Linked DNA regions of Mus musculus: regions 2, 3 and 4 are each linked to region 1. A link is a contact called in public Micro-C and promoter capture Hi-C data. All regions are on one chromosome and are shown on one strand. Each heading gives the region's core, a stretch centred on a gene start, on an enhancer-like site or on the middle of the called end of the contact. The rest is flanking DNA. Distances are from core to core; before and after follow the strand shown. Region 1 holds the start of A330074K22Rik (RIKEN cDNA A330074K22 gene). Region 2 holds the start of Dnaaf1 (dynein, axonemal assembly factor 1). Region 3 holds the start of Foxc2 (forkhead box C2). Region 4 holds the start of Atp2c2 (ATPase, Ca++ transporting, type 2C, member 2).

Region 1 (2,839 bases), core at 173-2,672:
GGCCCTTCCTGAGTAAGAACAGACAGGGTCCTTTCATCAGCCTCTCCTCTAACAAGGTATGAACCACGCCAGCAGCCAGGGGATGCCTCCCCGCCCTGGTCTGCGAGACAATTTGCTGAGCCAGCACTTTTTTGGGCCAGGGAAGGGACAGAGTCCCATCCTCTGCCATGTTGACACCCCACCCCAGTTGATTCTGGAGCTCTGGAATGTTAGGGATTCCCAAGAGGCCCTTCCTCCTGCTCATTTGGAGGGGGGGGGGAGCAGCCTTATTTACATGTCAGCTCACCAAGTGGTGGCAGTGGTGGTGGTGGGGCTCCTGCCTTTGGGGTTCAGGCACCATCTCCAGCTGGCAGGGTAGACAGCTGGAAGCTTCTGGAAAGTAACTGCTCACAGTTTTGAAGCTTTGAGGGCTCCTTTTACAGATGGGAGACGATTGCTTAGTGACCCAGCCTGAGCCAAAGGGCACCATCTGTGTGTGTGTGTGTCATACATGTGTGTGCCTGTGTGCCTAGGAGGCGCCAAGGACAGTCTCCAGCAGCTTCTGGGTGACAGGGGCCAGATGTCTGCCTGGGGAGGCCACATACTCCTAGCAGAACCCTGCTGCCTGGGTCTGAATCCTGCCTGGCCTCTTGAGTCATAAAATGAGGGGCATCCCACACTTGCTTCTTGTGGGGAAGTAACTAAGAGGCATGTAACAGCTCTGAACTTGGCCTGCAAAGGGTTTGTCTCTGCATTAAATAACTACAATGTATCTGCATACAATACACTAAGTCCTGGATATCTGTGGTCTCAGCAGGAACACTTTAACAAGAAGGAAAAGGGCACAGAGAGGTTGAGTCCTTAGTCCCAGGACACACAGTACCCTTCTTACCTCTACCCCTAGGGTGATCTGGTGGGCCCTGTCCAGTCAGAGGGAGGGGGAGAGGGGAGATAGGCTGGGAGGACTTTGTCTCCAGGGTGATGCAGGAGACAACTCCTCTTTCCTCTGTCTTCAAAACTAGGGCACTGGGCTTAGAAAGGTGACCCCCAACCCTGGGCTGCTGAAGGGCCAGGACCTCCCCAGATCTTGGAGGGGGGTTACCCTTCCCAAGCCTCCCTAGACACCCATCGTCCTCACCTGGCACTAGCGCGTCCGGCTTGACCTTTTCTTAAAGATCAGCGGCAGCGGCTGATGGGTTTCGTGGGTCCCAAAGGAGACCCTTCAGACAGCCCGAGCCACGGGCTGCAGAGCCCCTAATTGGAGCAATGAATCACCGCGGGCTCCTGCTGGACACAGAATAGACAGAGGAGCTGGGGCCTATTGTGCCATAGTTTGGGACACAGGGGGGTGAGGGGGTAGGAGAGGGTGGGGAGAGAGGAGGAGGGGGTGGAGGAGGGGGTTGGGGAAGAGAAGAGGTCAGGGGAGGAGGAATCGAGAGGAGAGGATGAGTCAGAGGAGGAGGGGCGGAGAGAGGTAAGAAGAGGAGGAGGATTAGAAGGAGGAGGAGGAGGTAGGGGAGGAGAGGAGGGAGAGGAGGATTAGGAGAAGGAGGAGTCCGAGTCAGGGGAGGAGGAGCCTGGGAAGAGGCGGGCAGCAGGGCGGCGCGAGGGAAGGCTTCTCCGCCTCCGCCTCCCTCCCGCGCCCTCCGCCCCGCGCCGCCCCGCCTCCCTCCTCCCCAATTAAATGACCCGACGCTCGGGCCGGCGCCGGAGCTCGCACATGCGGCCGCCGCAGCCGCCCGGGGCCCGTCGCCACCGTCGCCACCGCCGCGTTCCGGGCGCGCTCTCCGGCGCCGCCTGGGCCCGCGCCGCCACCCGCCGGGACTCGGCAGCCCCGGGCACCGCCGCGGAGACCCTCGGTGCGCCCCGGGCCGCGTGCGCGCCGCCGCGCGCCAAACTTTGCGAGTTGGGCGCGGGGCCTCGGTGCGCGCGGCCCGAGCAGCGGCAGCCGCGGGGCGCGCGGAGGCGGACGCGGCGGCCGGGCCATGAGCGGCCGGGCGGCGCCGCTCTCCCGTAAGCAGCGGCTCATGGCAGCGGCGGGCGCGGCCCTGTCGTGCTTCATCTGCGGCGGCGGCATCGCGCGCGGCAAGGAGCTGAAGCTGCCGGTGAGGCCGGCGGGCCCCGCGCAGCCCTTCTTCCCGTTCCTGCAGCAGCAGGAGCCGGCGCCCGGCGCGCGCGGGCTGAGCGCGACCGATGGCTGCGTGCTGGTGTGCGCCGTGTGCCGCTGCTTCCTGGCCGAGCAGTGGGCCGCCTTCGAGCGCGCGCGCACGCCCGTGGACAAGCGCGTGTACTGGCTCAAGAGGCCGCATCAGTGCGACGCGAGCGCGGCTGGCCGGCGCGGGGCCCGCGAGTGGAACACCGAGGACGCGCGCGACTCGGAGCTGTCGGAGCTGTCGGACGCCGACGCGCTGCCCGAACCGGAGCCCGAGCCCGAGCCCGAGCCCGAGCCGGAGCCGGAGCCTGAGCCCGAGGATGCGCACGACTCCAGCAAGTCCGGAGCCCGGCGCCGGCGCACGGGGCCAGGGGCGCACTGGGCTCCGGAGCCGCGAGCCAGCGTGCTGAGGGGCATCCAGGAACCCTGGCCCGGCCCCGCTGCGCCCGACGGCACGGACGGCGCCGCCTCCAGCCGGCCCGCGGCGCCCCCAGAGCGCAGTAGCACCCCCGAGGGCAACGACGTCGCCGGGAGCCTCGGGGACGAAGGGCTGGAGCGGCCTCCCCGGATACCCGCGGACAGCCAGGCCCGCTGTTGCTACGTCTGTGGCTCGGCGCTGTCACCGGCCTCGCAGCAGCAGATCCACGTGCAGAAGCAGGAGACTCCCGCCCAGGCGCCCTTCTTCCCCTTCCTGTGGCTACATAGCCC
Region 2 (2,825 bases), core at 287-2,786, 650 kb before region 1:
AAACTGCAGCCCATGAGGTGGAATCCCTTTTTGTGGTTGTGGAAATTATCTGGAAATAGGGCGGTGAAACCTACCTAACTACAAAGTTCTGAATTGTACATTTCAAAATGGCTAAAATGATGGATCTCGTTACATGAATTTTGCCTCAATTAAAAAAATATGCACTGGGGACTGGTTAGATGGCTCAGCAGATTGTTTTTGCTGTGCAAGCTTAAGGACCTGAGCTGAGGTCCCCAGCAGTATCTAAGAGTGGGTATGTAAGCAGAACCAATTTGTAATTTCAGTATTGGGAAGAAAGGAGCAGACGAGAGGACCCTGGGGGCCAGTCAGTCAGTCAAACATAAAGAAAACTCTTGAGTTCTGTGAGAGACGTTTTCTCGAAAAATAAGGTTGCAAGTGACAGACACTGACCCGTAGCCTCCACACCCACACATAAATAAACAACACTCCCCCCGCCCCAACACACACACACACCCTCCACTGATAAAGTAACGTTGGACATGGCGCGTCTGTAATATTTTAGCAATGACTAGGGTCACTCTGAAAAAGCCATCCCACCCTTGGGAATGAAGTTACAACACCACCACCTGTAAAAAGCGGCTAACGCTTCTCCCCTACAACGAGAATTCGATGAGGTGACGCATAAAAAGCATTTGCAACAGTGCCTTCCCGCCACCCCTCAATAAACCGGAGCCACTAGGCAGGATCATCGCTCAGGGTTCGATGCTAGCGACCCCTATTCGTACTGACCCGAGTTTATGAAGAAGCTAAGAGCGCTGTCCCCGCGGCTTCACTTTATCCCCTTCCTCAATCGCACCCGGGTGTACTACACAAGAGGAAGGAAACGGACGCAACGACATCCCAGGATCTCAGCGAAGGCTCGGCCCAGAGCCCTGGCAGGTGGTCGTTGAGACTCCCCGTGGGAACCCGAACCCGCTGCGGTCACCGCCCAGGGGTGCGGCTGAGTCCTGGTAGCAGAACAGGGACTCCCTGCTAGTGTCCCATCCCTCCCCAGTGGCGCCGGGCACGGCCCAGCGACTCTGCAAAACCCACCGGGCTCTGCAGAAGCTGCGCGCTTTCTTCAGCAGCGCGGCCATTCTGCATCAGTCCTGAGACTTAGAACCTACTTAGACCTAGCGACCAGGAATAAAGGAGGATAAAGAGACACCGACAAAAGGGCCGTCCCGGGGCGTGTCGCCTGTGCGAGCCTCCTGCCGAGGACCAGGCCCGGGACACCTGCTCAGGGAGCTGAGCGGCTGCCTAGAGCGCGGAACCAGAGTTCCCCGCTACGGGGCGCGGCGGGGGGGAGGGCGTTCCCGAGGGTCGGGGTCCAGGGGGCGTGGCCAGGGACGGAAGCGGGGCGCGAGGGGCGTGAGGGGCGCGGGCGCAATACCTGCAGCGAGAGGCGCGGTCTCCGAAGCCCGTCCCGCCCGCTGCCCGCGCGGCCGCCGCCCCGGGACACCACCGCAGGTCCGCTACCCACGTGATCCGCGCACGCGCCCGGGTGCAGTTTCCCCCGTGGCCCCCCCTCGGCTAGGCCCGCCCTCGGCGGCGTAACTGACTGCGCGTGCGCACTGGTTGCCGCGGCGACCGGGAAAGCGTTGGACAGCCAACGACGCGGACCGTAGAGTATTAGGGCTGAGTGGTCGGGCCAGGAGTGAGCATGCACCCCGAAGTCTCTGAGCCGCCGGTGGACAGCGTGGCGGAGCCCAGTCTGGAGGAGTCGGCAGGCGATCACGGCGACGCGGGGCCAGGGATCCGTAAAGAAGGTGCCTTAGCGCTGGGAAGCCAAAGGGGCGAGGGCTCGTGTCCCTCACACATGCCCATTTCACTCAGCTGGGGACAACCAGCACCCCTCACACATACCCATCCATACAGCTACAAGAACAGCACCTTTATTGATATGATCAATCCAGTACATATAGAAGACCCATTATTTATTCCATGATAATTTATTAGATACCTTCCTGTGGCTGGGAATTGTTTGCAATGAGTGTAAGACACAGTTCCCAAACAGTGTTCAGCGTCATTCAACAAACCACAAGTACAGAGAGTTCATCAGCTCTTGACGTTACATTTATCTAAGGCTTCTAGAGGCGCCTTGCAGGGTAAAAGTGCTTGCAACACAATCCTCCAGACCTGAGTTTGAATCTCAGAAGTACATACATGCAGAGGTTAAGATCAACCATGTGATTGCTGGGACTTGAACTCTCGGAACCTTCTGTAGAGCAGTCAGTACTCTTACCCGCTGAGCCATCTCTCCAGGCCCTGGAAAATGTCTTTCATATTTAATAGTGTGCACAGGGTTCTAACATCCAAGGAGAGACCAGCCCAGAACAAAGCTTGCTTCTTTTACACAGGTTTGAGCGATCAAACTGATCACACCCTGTTCTTGTGTGTGCTTTTATCAGTGAGTTGTTTTTATGTTGCCGCCCCTAAGTTACACTTTGAGCAATTAAACACGTTTACAGGAGTGGGAACTGTAGGTGCTCACACCTGGCAAAAGGGGTAGGGGGGAGATTTACACAGCAAACTGCATCACAGTTATCTCTGAACCAAAGTGGGGAGAGACAGAGCTCTTGCCCTGTCCCAGAGCTGCCCTTCTGCTGTCCCTGGTAAGAGAAATGGGCTTGCGGGCTGGAAAGTTGGCTCAGCGGTTAAGAACACTGACTGCTCTTCCAAACGTCCTGAGTTCAATTCCCTGCAACCACGTGGTGGTTCACAACTATAATAGGATCCATGGCCTCTTCTGGTGGGTCTGAAGACAGATACAATGTACTCATATAAATAAAATAAATCTTTTTAGAAAGAGAGAGGGGGGGGGC
Region 3 (3,077 bases), core at 278-2,777, 890 kb after region 1:
TTCTAATCTCTCAAAGCCTTTTGCCGAAAATCTAAAGGGGGTGGGGGGCTATGGTGGTGGCGTGGGGGGGGGGTCGGAGAAGAAGAAAGACTGAGACAAATGTTTTATCTGTCGCCTTCTTCCCTACCCAACCGGACCAACAACTTCCAGAAGGTTCTGCGAGGCATAGAGCCATTCCGTAGGGACATCTCGGTGCTTCTGAGGAAGCGGACCGAGCAGGGATCCGATGACGACTGGAGATGTTGAAGGAATAAATACCAGTCCACAAATAAACAAACTGTCCCCGGGATTCCTAGAGGGAAGGAGCACGCTTGAAGGTCGGGGAACTCCGAGTCGCTGTGCGTCAAGGTTGGCATAAAATTAAAAAAAAAAAAAGTCCTTCAGTTACCAGGCCCTCTAAGGAGCCCCTGGTCCTCAGCTCACCTTATCAAAACTCAGTAAAACAAACAGCCTGAAATACAGTCAATTTACAGGATCCCAAAGATGCTGACCGCGGAGTGGGACCCACGCCGGGCCCCGGCAACAGCTAGGGAAGCGGGTCCGAGGCTACACAGTGCCGCGCTCCTTTGCGTTTCCAGTGACGAAGCCGGCGATGGAGTGCAGGCTTGGAGCTCCCCACGCCGAACGGGGACACCAGCTCCCGGGGGCTGGCTGCCTTGTCCTAACCTCCAGACAGCGCTTTCATAGGTGGGGAGAAGGGAGAGGCCGGGATGGATGGCAGGGAAAGCTAGCCCTCGTCTATGCGGGAGAGGAGACCAGGAAAGCAACAGTTGGGTTCACGCGCTTCCCTGAACCCCACGAAATTGTTTGGAGGACTCAGATGGATCACCTAAGTAGCAGCGAAGACGAAGGACCAATGGTTCCTTAGGTGTTACCTTCCCAGTTTGGCATTCCCACTAAGCCTTCCCTCCCAGCCCGACCCCGTCGTGAAGGGGAGAGGAACCGAATTCTCCAACCCGGCCTCCTTTGTGGGCTCTTCCTCAACCTGGAAGCGTCCTGTGAATTATCCATCACTGCATTCAACAGGCCCTACACGCTCAGTCCGTTTGCTCTGAACCCATTACAACTAGGCCCCGATAATTAAGAAATCTAATTATTCGCCTCTTCATCCATTAATAATAATAAAAAAAAAATCTCCAGGCTCTTTCCTACTTACAAGGTCTTGGGGGCAAATCTCTGCCCAACTTCATCAATTCGATGTTATATTTCAAACTAAACTTCTTTTTATTTTCCAAAGGAACAGGGTTTTTAATTTTTGCTCTGGACACGTGGTCTCGTTAAACAAAATGTGATAATAAAATAAAATTTTATAAGATGTAACTCATTTTTAAAAGTCCTCAAGTTAACTTGAGCTGGGGGGGGGGGAGATCTGGCTAAGAGCATCTGGGTCTTAGAGCCGACGGATTCAGGCGCTCCTCGTTTTGATTGGTGCCATCCTTCTCGCAGCTGCCAGATGATTGGTGCAAACTTCCTGGAGGGGGCGCGGCCTGAAGAAAGTAAAAACTCGCTTTGAGCCAGAAGACTTTTGAAACTTTTCCCAATCCCTAAAAGGGACTTTGCTTCTTTTTCCGGGCTCGGCCGCGCAGCCTCTCCGGACCCTAGCTCGCTGACGCTGCGGGCTGCAGTTCTCCTGGCGGGGCCCCGAGAGCCGCTGTCTCCTTTTCTAGCACTCGGAAGGGCTGGTGTCGCTCCACGGTCGCGCGTGGCGTCTGTGCCGCCAGCTCAGGGCTGCCACCCGCCAAGCCGAGAGTGCGCGGCCAGCGGGGCCGCCTGCCGTGCACCCTTCAGGATGCCGATCCGCCCGGTCGGCTGAACCCGAGCGCCGGCGTCTTCCGCGCGTGGACCGCGAGGCTGCCCCGAGTCGGGGCTGCCTGCATCGCTCCGTCCCTTCCTGCTCTCCTGCTCCGGGCCTCGCTCGCCGCGGGCCGCAGTCGGTGCGCGCAGGCGGCGACCGGGCGTCTGGGACGCAGCATGCAGGCGCGTTACTCGGTATCGGACCCCAACGCCCTGGGAGTGGTACCCTATTTGAGTGAGCAAAACTACTACCGGGCGGCCGGCAGCTACGGCGGCATGGCCAGCCCCATGGGCGTCTACTCCGGCCACCCGGAGCAGTACGGCGCCGGCATGGGCCGCTCCTACGCGCCCTACCACCACCAGCCCGCGGCGCCCAAGGACCTGGTGAAGCCGCCCTACAGCTATATAGCGCTCATCACCATGGCGATCCAGAACGCGCCAGAGAAGAAGATCACTCTGAACGGCATCTACCAGTTCATCATGGACCGTTTCCCCTTCTACCGCGAGAACAAGCAGGGCTGGCAGAACAGCATCCGCCACAACCTGTCACTCAATGAGTGCTTCGTGAAAGTGCCGCGCGACGACAAGAAGCCGGGCAAGGGCAGCTACTGGACGCTCGACCCGGACTCCTACAACATGTTCGAGAATGGCAGCTTCCTGCGGCGGCGGCGGCGCTTCAAGAAGAAGGATGTGCCCAAGGACAAGGAGGAGCGGGCCCACCTCAAGGAGCCGCCCTCGACCACGGCCAAGGGCGCTCCGACAGGGACCCCGGTAGCTGACGGGCCCAAGGAGGCCGAGAAGAAAGTCGTGGTTAAGAGCGAGGCGGCGTCCCCCGCGCTGCCGGTCATCACCAAGGTGGAGACGCTGAGCCCCGAGGGAGCGCTGCAGGCCAGTCCGCGCAGCGCATCCTCCACGCCCGCAGGTTCCCCAGACGGCTCGCTGCCGGAGCACCACGCCGCGGCGCCTAACGGGCTGCCCGGCTTCAGCGTGGAGACCATCATGACGCTGCGCACGTCGCCTCCGGGCGGCGATCTGAGCCCAGCGGCCGCGCGCGCCGGCCTGGTGGTGCCACCGCTGGCACTGCCATACGCCGCAGCGCCACCCGCCGCTTACACGCAGCCGTGCGCGCAGGGCCTGGAGGCTGCGGGCTCCGCGGGCTACCAGTGCAGTATGCGGGCTATGAGTCTGTACACCGGGGCCGAGCGGCCCGCGCACGTGTGCGTTCCGCCCGCGCTGGACGAGGCTCTGTCGGACCACCCGAGCGGCCCCGGCTCCCCGCTCGG
Region 4 (3,238 bases), core at 125-2,624, 530 kb before region 1:
ACTCAGAGCTATTTCTGCTCCTGAAGCTCCCCCCACTTGCACACAGTGGGTCTCTACTCTCTCAGTGTCTACCCTGCAGGCCCTCCACGCACAGTAGGCAGTTCATCCTATTGCTCTCTCAGGTCCTGTCTTCCTGCCATGTCCACATCTTTGGAGGCAGTCTCTCAAACCAGCTCTCTGGTGCTGTTTTCCTCTGGGATGCCAACTCACCTCACGGAGGAGTAAACTGAGGTGGAGAGAGGAGGGTAAAGTCACCCAAGGTCACACATGTCTGGAAGGACGTGGCCTGGACTGCAAAGCTGAGGAAGTCCAGTTTCCCTCCTTTTTTTTAGGATTGGGTGGGGGGCGGGGTGAAGTCTCCTGCTGGGGGAGGGGCCTCACAGCGGGAGCAGGCATCGTGGTGGGGGATGGGCGGCAGGATGATGGAAGTGCTTTGGCTTTGTTAAGAGAGAAAGATGCAGGGGGGACATGAAGCCCACTAAAGCGTCCAGTCAGGTTGACTAGGACGGCAGTGGCCACCGCCTGGGGGAGCCAGTGAGGCACGTGGTAACTATTTGCGCAAAGGGGACAGGTTAGTCGAACAAACAAATATGCAGTCAGTTGATCAACTGCCAGAGGTCAAAAGTAAACCCAGGATGGGGCATGACCCAGCCTTCTCCAGGGCCACCTCTGCTCCGTGGAGCTAGGGACCCTGGTCCACCTAAAAAGCCATAAAAAATCCCGCTCAAGTTTAAGAGTGAAATTGAAAATTGAAGCGGCTTAGTAGGGCTCCCGTAGAGGGTTTTCCTTGTAGCTTTCCAGAGCACGCACTGGGCAGCCCGAAGTGTAGGACACCCCTCTCCGCGTTACAGGGTACCAGTGTGCTGCCGATGCAAACACGCTCTGTGCTGAGCCCTTCCGGATCACACTGTTTTCCTGGATCCCCAGTTTTCCTGGGACAGGGGGTGCTGTTCTGATCATTAGAAAGAGAGGAGTGTGCTCTACAGGTAAACATATCTTCCACAAGTGGCTGTGGCACCCCCAGTTTCCGTACTCCCAAAGGCGCATCTACATAGGTGTAGGTAAGGCTGTCTCAGCTTTCTGCTCTTATTTCAGTTACAGATGCGACCAGGTGGCTCAGAGAGGCCAGATGATTTGACTGGCCCCGAGCTGCTCTATCCCAGGTAAGGCTTTTAACTCAGGACTTTCTCCCTTTCAGGCGATTCTTATGCTCTGGCAGGTTTGGACAAGAATCAGAGCTCTGAGACCACACAGAGGCTTCCTGATCCTTCCTGAGCCGCTGCGGCTGACCCTTGGAGTTTGGGGTCCTGGCGCCAGCGGGGCGGGCCAGGCGTGCAGAGGGCGGAGCTGCTGGGCCCTGCCCAGGGGCGGAGCTCACCTGGGGACCAGGTAGACAGCTCCCCGGCAACCTGGCCGCCCGGGAAGCCTGGGCGCGCAGCAGCCGCGGCCTCGCTAGGGCCCCAGGGACGCGGGCAGGGACTGCGACCAGCCCCACGGCCGGCTGTGGAGCAGCCTGGACACCAGTTCACCATGGGGAGACGCCTCAAGTTTCTGCAGAAACTGGCCTTCTTGGGCCAGAACCACCGGTACAAGGCGCTGGAGAGGGACGAGGTGGAGACCCTGGTGAGTCTGGGCGATTTGGTATGAAGCGTGGAATTAGATCCCACATTTGTCCCCTGGGACTCTGTATCTGACCCCTGGGAACCCGTGGATCACTGGACTCTGAGATTCTTCTCAGCACCTCAGTTGACTCTGAAAAGAACCTAGCTTCGAAGTAAGCAGCTCCACCAGGCTCAAGGCGCAGAACTCAGCAATTAACTTGGTTAGGCCAGCCCATTTTGGGACCGAGAAACTAAGGCCGGTGCTCTTTAAGGGCATGGAGTTAGCAGGCCACCTAGCCAGAAGTTAACTTCGTTTTCTCCGATTCAGGGGAGTTTAAACTCCTCTACCCAGAGAGACAGCTGCGTGAACTTTTACAGAAAGGCTGCCGGGATTGAAAGGGATGTGGACCCAAAACAAAAACAAACAAACAAAAAAGCCACACAAAATCCCGCTCAAGTTTAAGAGTGAAAATTGAAATTTGAAGCTGTTTAGTAGGGCTCCTGTAGAGGGCTTTCCTCCACATCAATGTGGTTTTTAAAAAGCTGCTCTGAGCCAACGCATGGTAGCACATGCCTCTTATCCCAGCACTTGGGAGGCAGGGACAGATAGATCTTTGAGATAGAGACCAGTCTAATCTGTATAGTGAGTTTCAGTCCAGCCAGAGCTACACAGAGAAACCCTTTCTTAAAAAGCAAACCAGAACCCCACTCTGAATGGTATAATGTCTTTGAACCTTAAGGTAGCTTCTGGGCTAACCTTACAGAGCTTCAGTGCAAGAAGTTTCTCTACAGGACCAACAGCCATAACGTTGTTTCTGTGACTCTGATGGTGCCGTTGGGGTCCAGCCAGCACAGCTCCCCACCCCTGCCAGCTTTGTAAAGGCTGAGAGTGGAAACTCACAGCACACCCAGAACTCCATGCTTGTCCATGGGGAGCTGAGACCTGTGCTCTTTAAGGGCATGGAGTTCTCAGGCCACCTAGCCAGGGAGTCTTGTCTTGCCGAGGGGGAAGAGGGTCTAGGTTAAATTTGTAACAACAGAAGATGTTTTGTAATATTTCAATTTTATTTTCTCCCAAGGAATGCCATGGTCAAAACACTTGATGGTGTGGTTTTTAGATAACTATACATTTGTTTACAAAGGTTATTGTATGTGTCCGCGTTGGTGTTGATGTAAGAATTCTGGTCTTAGGGCTGTGAACCGCAGGACCCAAAACTATCCGTGTTTCTCTGCCACCTCATGTGTTAGTGGTGTACCATAATCCTTTGCTAATGCCAAGTGTGTCCTTACACGGTTTGTACTGTGTGGTTAGAAGGAGTTGGAATTGTATTTGTTGACACTGACAGCTTCCTTCCACCTTTTTCTGTCCTTCCCCCCCCCACCTTTTTTTTTTGCCTCTGTCTTTTGATGTTTTGGGCAAGGCTAGGGGCTCCTGATGTGTAGCCAGTTGTCATTAGAGAGAGAGATTCTAAAAGTGTGCAGGTGTGGGCTTGGTGAAGTCCACCTGGAGATGCTCTGAGCCAGGTGGACTTCATTCCCCTGAGCTGTTCAAAGGTCCCCCAAGCTGTTCAAAGGCAACCTGTCTGCAGGTGTATTTCCCACCTGGCCATACACTCTGTAGCACACTGAAAGTGAGG

What was found. Promoter capture Hi-C pulls out the DNA fragments that hold promoters and counts their contacts. A called contact is a pair of places that touch in the nucleus more often than the background predicts.
Region 2: a contact with region 1 is called in a promoter capture Hi-C map of liver, with 2.7 times the contacts expected there. The contact joins the promoter of Dnaaf1 here to the promoter of A330074K22Rik in region 1. A contact is called at or near these places in 2 of 39 promoter capture datasets (liver and stem cell-derived epiblast-like cells), 1 of 484 Hi-C or Micro-C datasets (embryonic stem cells) and 2 of 115 datasets of contacts at active chromatin or transcription factors (bone marrow-derived macrophages and pancreatic cancer cells).
Region 3: a Micro-C map of embryonic stem cells shows a contact between it and region 1, with 3 times the contacts expected there. The contact joins the promoter of Foxc2 here to the promoter of A330074K22Rik in region 1. A contact is called at or near these places in 1 of 39 promoter capture datasets (embryonic stem cells) and 1 of 484 Hi-C or Micro-C datasets (embryonic stem cells).
Region 4: a contact with region 1 is called in a promoter capture Hi-C map of embryonic stem cells, with 4 times the contacts expected there. The contact joins the promoter of Atp2c2 here to the promoter of A330074K22Rik in region 1. A contact is called at or near these places in 2 of 39 promoter capture datasets (embryonic stem cells and stem cell-derived epiblast-like cells) and 1 of 115 datasets of contacts at active chromatin or transcription factors (pancreatic cancer cells).

What each region holds. Positions count from the first base shown.
Region 1 is chr8:120,226,808-120,229,646 of GRCm38.p6, forward strand. A330074K22Rik (RIKEN cDNA A330074K22 gene) reads right to left here and starts at 1,423. Exons shown (of 3, transcript NR_110496.1): 1 at 1,118-1,423. It also overlaps a transcript of Gse1 not described here.
Region 2 is chr8:119,573,699-119,576,523 of GRCm38.p6, forward strand. Dnaaf1 (dynein, axonemal assembly factor 1) reads left to right here and starts at 1,537. Exons shown (of 12, transcript NM_026648.4): 1 at 1,537-1,769. The coding sequence starts at 1,664. Hsdl1 (hydroxysteroid dehydrogenase like 1) reads right to left here and starts at 1,477. Exons shown (of 5, transcript NM_175185.5): 1 at 1,394-1,477.
Region 3 is chr8:121,114,644-121,117,720 of GRCm38.p6, forward strand. It overlaps Foxc2 (forkhead box C2), which reads left to right and starts at 1,528. Exons shown (of 1, transcript NM_013519.2): 1 at 1,528-3,077. The coding sequence starts at 1,972.
Region 4 is chr8:119,698,635-119,701,872 of GRCm38.p6, forward strand. It overlaps Atp2c2 (ATPase, Ca++ transporting, type 2C, member 2), which reads left to right and starts at 1,375. Exons shown (of 27, transcript NM_026922.1): 1 at 1,375-1,623. The coding sequence starts at 1,531.